Linked DNA regions of Anas platyrhynchos: region 2 is linked to region 1. Evidence: chromatin contacts called from public Hi-C data. All regions are on one chromosome and are shown on one strand. The core of a region is the stretch at or near the end of the contact, and the rest is flanking DNA. Distances in the headings are between cores, read along the strand shown. Region 1 holds the start of CTSB (cathepsin B). Region 2 overlaps GATA4 (GATA binding protein 4).

Region 1 (2,786 bases), core at 128-2,627:
GGTTTCCTTATCTCGCTCCTGTAGTGGTGGATTTTGCTCCAAAGGCTGAAGCTTGCCACAACCAGAGCAAACATCTTTTTCTCTGATATTCTAAAAAGCCCTGCAAGAGCAAGATAATAATAATAATAATAATAATAATAATAATAATAATAATAATAATAATAATAATAATAATAATAATAATAATGATGTTTTCTTCCCTGCCTGATTTGGGCACATGAAGGATTTATAGGCTCCTTGGAAAGCATCTCTAATTGAGAACCTTTCTGGGCTGGATTCAGTTTCGTTTACCAAAAGAACCCACCTCAAAAATGGACATTTCTGCTGCCCAAATGGACTGAAAAAAAGGAACGGCGACTTCATCACTTCCTCAGAGGAGAGGCCAGCTCCCCATGCAAAGCCCTACTTTGTGCTTTCAGTTCTTGAAAAAGACAACGAAACATTTGCCAAAAACCAAGTGGCTGCTCTGGGAGGATCAAAAAGGAGAGCCCAAAGACCCCAGAGCAAGGCAAAATAAATAAGCCAGGAAATATCTGCAAAAGCAACCAAGGACCGTGCCAGGATTGCTGTGTGAGGAGAGTCTGAGCGTGGGCAGGCCACGAGGGATTTATTTGCTTTTTGGCGATGATTTTCACTTCCAAAGCACGGAGAAAAACACGGCCAAGGCTGGCTTTGCTGGTTAAAGATTATATTGAAAGGAAGCTGCTGGTCCAAGGGCCTTTGCCCACAGTGTATTGAAGCATAAACACACTTAAGGACATGCCCCATTGTTTGTGCAGTGTTTATTGGAGAAGTTGTTGGTGTATTGCAGTTTATTGCCAAGCTCGTGGCATCCGTCCTGCGGTGTGTGCAGGGCTGAGCATCTGCTCCCTGCTCCTGCTCGCGGGGAATTTGTTGTATCCCCACTTTCTCCCAGAGAGGGCTGAGAAAAATGTATGTATGTGTGTTTTATACGTGGAGATAGGATGGAGGTGGGATGGAGATAGGATGGAGGTGATATGGAGGTGGGATGGAGGTGGGATGGAGGTGGGATGGCAGTGAGAAGAGGATGGGAAGGAGGTGGAATAGAGGTGATATGGAGGTGGGATGGAGGAGGGAAGCAGGTTGGATGGAAGCAGGACGGAGGAGGAAAGCGAAAGGGATGGAGGCAGGAGAAGAGGTCGCAGGCAGGCTGCAGAAGGGAATTGGGAAGGTTGGAGGAGGGAATTAGGCAGGATGGGGGTGAGAAACGGCTTGGATGAAGATGGGTTGGAGGCAGGGTGGAGGAGGGCCGGAGGAGGAGGAGGAGGAGGAGAAAGAGGAGGAGCAGGAGGAGGAGGAGGAAGAGGAGGAGAGCAGCCTGCAGGAAGGGCGCACGGGGGAGCGGAGGCGGGGAGCAGCAGTGGGCGGGCAGGGAAGGGGAAAGGGGCAGGGAAAGGGGCAGGGGCTGGCAAAAGGGGCAGGGGCAGAGAAGGAGCCGCCTGCCCGTGACTCAGCCGCCCGGAGCTGCCCCTTCGCGCAGCGGGGCCGGGGCGAGCAGCGGGAGCGCAACAGGGGACGGTGAGGACCTGGGGGGGGAAGGACACGGGGAAGGGACGGGTTCAGCCTTTGGGGGGCTTTGGGGGGCTCCGTGCTGAGGGTTTTCAGCGGATTCAGGGGCAGGGCTGGCAGCTGCGCTTGTTTTTCCAGCTTGGTTTTGGGGCTGGGGGTTCCGGAGGGATGCTGGCGCAAGGGGGAAGGGCAGGGGAAGGGCAGGGGGGGTAGGGAGGGGGAGGACGCCCCGATTTCCTGATTTCCTAACAGGTGAGCAGAAGGTGAGGGGGTTTTGGCTGAAGGGCGATGGGGAATGTCCTGCGATGTTTGCCTTGCTGGGGATGGGGACGGAAAATGGGGACGGGGCTGGGGATGGGGACGGAGATGGGGATGGGGACAAGGATTGGGATGGGGATGAGGGTGGCCATTTAGGGGGACCCTCGCCCATCCCATGGCTTTGGGATGGAGAGGTGAGCGTGGCTGCTTGCATCAAGCTGCCCTTCCCATTTGGCCAGGTATCCAGCCTGTGCCAGCGGCTCGGCTTTCCTGGGAAGGGCTGGGTGTGGGGATGAGCGGCTGACGCATTATATATATATATATATATATATATATATATATATATATATATATATATATTATTTTTTTTCCCCCCCAAAAAAGGCCGAAAACCAAATCCAATTCTCCTAACGCAGTCATAGGTGGAATGGAGTCACCACGCCACGGGGCTGGTGCCTGCCCCAGGGCCACCAAGCTCACCCAGCTGGGCTGGCCAGCTCCGTGTCCCGACCCTCAGCTTTGTTGTGGCTCCAGAACAAAGGACAAAGCTCATTTGGGGCAAAAGGCTGGAGGAAAGCGCATGACCAGGGCTTTGCTCAGCACCTCCTGCCCCCGAGGGCTGGGGGGTATCACAGCTGTAAGGGGTGGGCCAGCTTTTATCTTCCTCACCCCCTTGGATAAGGGCGGGTGCCACCCTAGATGCCCGGAGGGCTCGGGGCGAGACGAGGTGCTTCAGGGCTCTGACTTATCTCAGGGCCTGAGCTGCCCGAAGTGGGTGCTGGCTCCAGCAGCCTGTTTTGGTGTGGTTTCTGTTCTGACTGAGCCAGGAGGGCGGGGAAATGCCCGCCGAGATGGGACTGACGCGCAGATCTTGGGGGCGAGAAGACCTTTGCGGTGGGGCGCTGCGGTGGAGGTGTTTGCTCAGCATCCTCTGTGTGACCCTGCCTGGCTCCGGGCTGAATATTTGCAGCTCTGCCCGTGGGAAAACAAGCAGGGGA
Region 2 (2,786 bases), core at 170-2,669, 35 kb after region 1:
TTTTGTAATGATAAATAGGAAAGGAGTTACTATTAAATACGGACATTCATCGGGTTTCCAGACCATCTAGGAGAATTAAGGTAATGCTCTAGGCACGTGAGGTGAGGATGAGGAAGGGGGCTTTTTTTTTTTTTCATATCGAGTCCACTAAAAACACCACAGCATGTCTCCTGGAGTCTGTTCACCAAACTGTCCTGAATCTGGCTCCATTTGGTGGAAGATCACTGAATTTCGGTCATGAGAAGGTGACGGCATTTCCTCTGGCCGGGAAACAAATGGATGGTGACAGAAGAAAAAAAAAAAGTCACTGTGCCACCATTGTCTAAGTCTCAAATGGCAAACGTTTTTAAATAAAACCCCAAACCTTTGTCCATCCTTGTGTTTCTGACTATTTCGTAGAAGGTGGTGACAATCTAACAAAGAGAGGCTTGTTGAAAGGGGGGGAAAGGCTTCAAATCCATTAGTTACTTTGAGATTTGAGTCTTGGTTTCTTTTGTAAGAGCTCTAATACACCTCAAAGAAGTCCTCTTTACCTCTTTGCTGGAACATCTCGAAAGGGGAGAGAAGGCAGGAGAGCAGGGGAGGTGGGAAACAACATTGACTTGATTATTACGTGGCATCTTCTTCGTCTCTCGAGCTGGTCAGCCTGAAGTCTCTGGGTGGAAGACCAGGTTATGCAGTAATGATGTCCCCATGGTTTTCGGCTAAGACCAGGCTGTTCCAGGAGTCCTGTTTGGAGCTGGTTTGCGGAGACTGGCTGATGGCTGACTGGTAAGCCTGCGGGGAAAGCTTCAGGGCTGAAATCGCAGGGTGAATTGAAGATCCGTGTCCAGACATGGCAGAGACTGAGAATGCCTACGGGAAAAGGAAAATCCCGTAAACAACAAACAAACAAAAAAACATTGAGGACCCTGTGATTCTCTGTATGTAGGGCTGGTGCCACATTAATAACACATATGAGGATTTGCTAGAGTTTGAAGCTTAGATGTGATGCTTTGGGCTTTCCTTTTTCTAGACCCTGCTCTTTACTATTTCTGCACATGGGACATAGCGTTCTCTTCTAAATGACAGAAAAACGATCATTTTACCCCCCAAGGCTTGAGATTTCATCGGCTTCGGGCACTCCTAGCTTACAAATGCCCTCCTGTGGACTGCAGGACACACAACAACAGCGCCGCAAAGCGTTGCAGGTGCAGGATCAGCCCAGCCCAACAATGCCTTTTTTTTTTTTTCCCCATTTTGTTTAAACACTGCAGCTCCCCGTATGAACCCAAGGGGGAAGCAACTACCACACACCACTGTCTCTTAGCTGTGCTGTGCCATGGGAACCCTCAACCAAGGCACAGTTATTAAACCCCGCAAGGATCAGCTCCCAGCTGCGGGTGCTGCTCAGCAGGACGCACTCCTTGCTGAAGGAAGGGCTCGTCCCAAGACATCTAGCGGTGGATGTGGCACACAGCACCCGCTCACCCTGCAGCTCTCTGCCATCACGCTGGCTCGCTTTACCTTCACAGGGACTTAAATTTGGGCTACGTGAGTTTATTTTCATGCTGCATTTCTCATATCGTTCAACACACAGCCAGCAAGTGTAGATGAAGTAGAGTATTGCCAAGTTTTTCCTTGCTCAAGACAAATCAAATAGAGTCATATACAGGGAAATTTTCTTGCCCATACAGCTGCCCAACTAGAAGGAATCTCATTTTTTCATCAAGGCTGCTACCTCTTGTTGTCCATTCAGAACTGCTACATGTCATTAAAAAGCCACAGTGCGCTAAACACGATGACAAAAACGTGTGTTTTTTACCCTGTCCCCAAGAATTGATCTCCAGCTGTGAAACCCTAGACCCCTGGCTTGAAAAGAGGAAACCTTTTACTATAGAGGAGGTTTTGAGGATACTCCCCTCACCATTTCTCCCATCCTAGTTCCCCACTCTGTCCCACCACCCTGCGTACCTGAGAAATGGGGCTGGGGTGCCCGTAGTGAGATGAGAGCTCTGGTTCTGTTTTTATGGGGCGCATTTCCTCGGTGGTCGTGGCACTGCTGCTGCTACTGGTGGAGCTGGTGGTCGGGGTAAGACTCTCACTGCTGGACGGACCTGTGAGAAAGTGAGGGGTAAGCCAGGCTCTTCCCGAGGACCTAGAGCAGTGCAGATCTGTACCCACCCACCCACCCAAAGTTTAAAAAAATGGTTAAAAAAATAACAGAAAAGGCTTTGTTACTGCTGAAAAGCATTCAGACATTCCCCATTTTTAAGACACAGCCCATTTAGTGATTGGGTGTTGGACTTGGGACATAAATCCAAATGGCCAGAAGCACAAGCACACATGCATAGATGCAATAAACTCCCTTGTTCAGCACTTACCTGCTGGCGTCTTTGTTTTGTTAAGGTTCTTCGGCTTACGCTTCCTTGTTTGAATGCCCTCTTTTCTCATCGCTAAAGGCCGTGGAACCTGTGGACCCAAATATAAAAGCACGTTGGTTTCTGTATCTCCATATGGTCATGTAGAACACGGTTCCAGCTCTACCTCATTGACCCCATGAAAAATTATCTGATTTAATAGCAAACAACAACAAAACAGAACCCAAAGTCACAGGTCAACACCGCTGTGTGAAGAGAGATGTCAAAGCTACAAGGTGGGACTAGATGGGTTTTTACAACATAGGTACTGAGAGATTGTTTTAAGGCCAGAAGGGAGCAGCAGCCCATCTGGTTTACTTTCTTGTTGAACTCAGAGCTGAAGCTGTCTTTCTGGACAATGCTTATTTTCTGGAAAACTACTGCATT

The links. A called contact is a pair of places that touch in the nucleus more often than the background predicts.
Region 2: a contact with region 1 is called in a Hi-C map of skeletal muscle, with 3 times the contacts expected there. The contact joins the enhancer-like site here to the promoter of CTSB in region 1. A contact is called at or near these places in 4 of 8 Hi-C or Micro-C datasets (liver, skeletal muscle and subcutaneous adipose tissue).

Annotation. Positions count from the first base shown.
Region 1 is chr3:117,419,233-117,422,018 of IASCAAS_PekinDuck_T2T, forward strand. CTSB (cathepsin B) reads left to right here and starts at 1,378. Exons shown (of 10, transcript XM_072036558.1): 1 at 1,378-1,539.
Region 2 is chr3:117,454,007-117,456,792 of IASCAAS_PekinDuck_T2T, forward strand. GATA4 (GATA binding protein 4) reads right to left here. Exons shown (of 7, transcript XM_072036557.1): 5 at 2,364-2,451; 6 at 1,954-2,096; 7 at 1-855. The coding sequence ends at 673. Among named protein-coding and RNA genes, the nearest start is that of NEIL2, 4.8 kb to the left of the region's middle. Within about 2 kb of position 1,420, at least 3 of the 8 cell types and tissues checked have an H3K27ac peak or open chromatin away from gene starts, as enhancers often do. A contact at or near this core is called in subcutaneous adipose tissue, where this site is marked.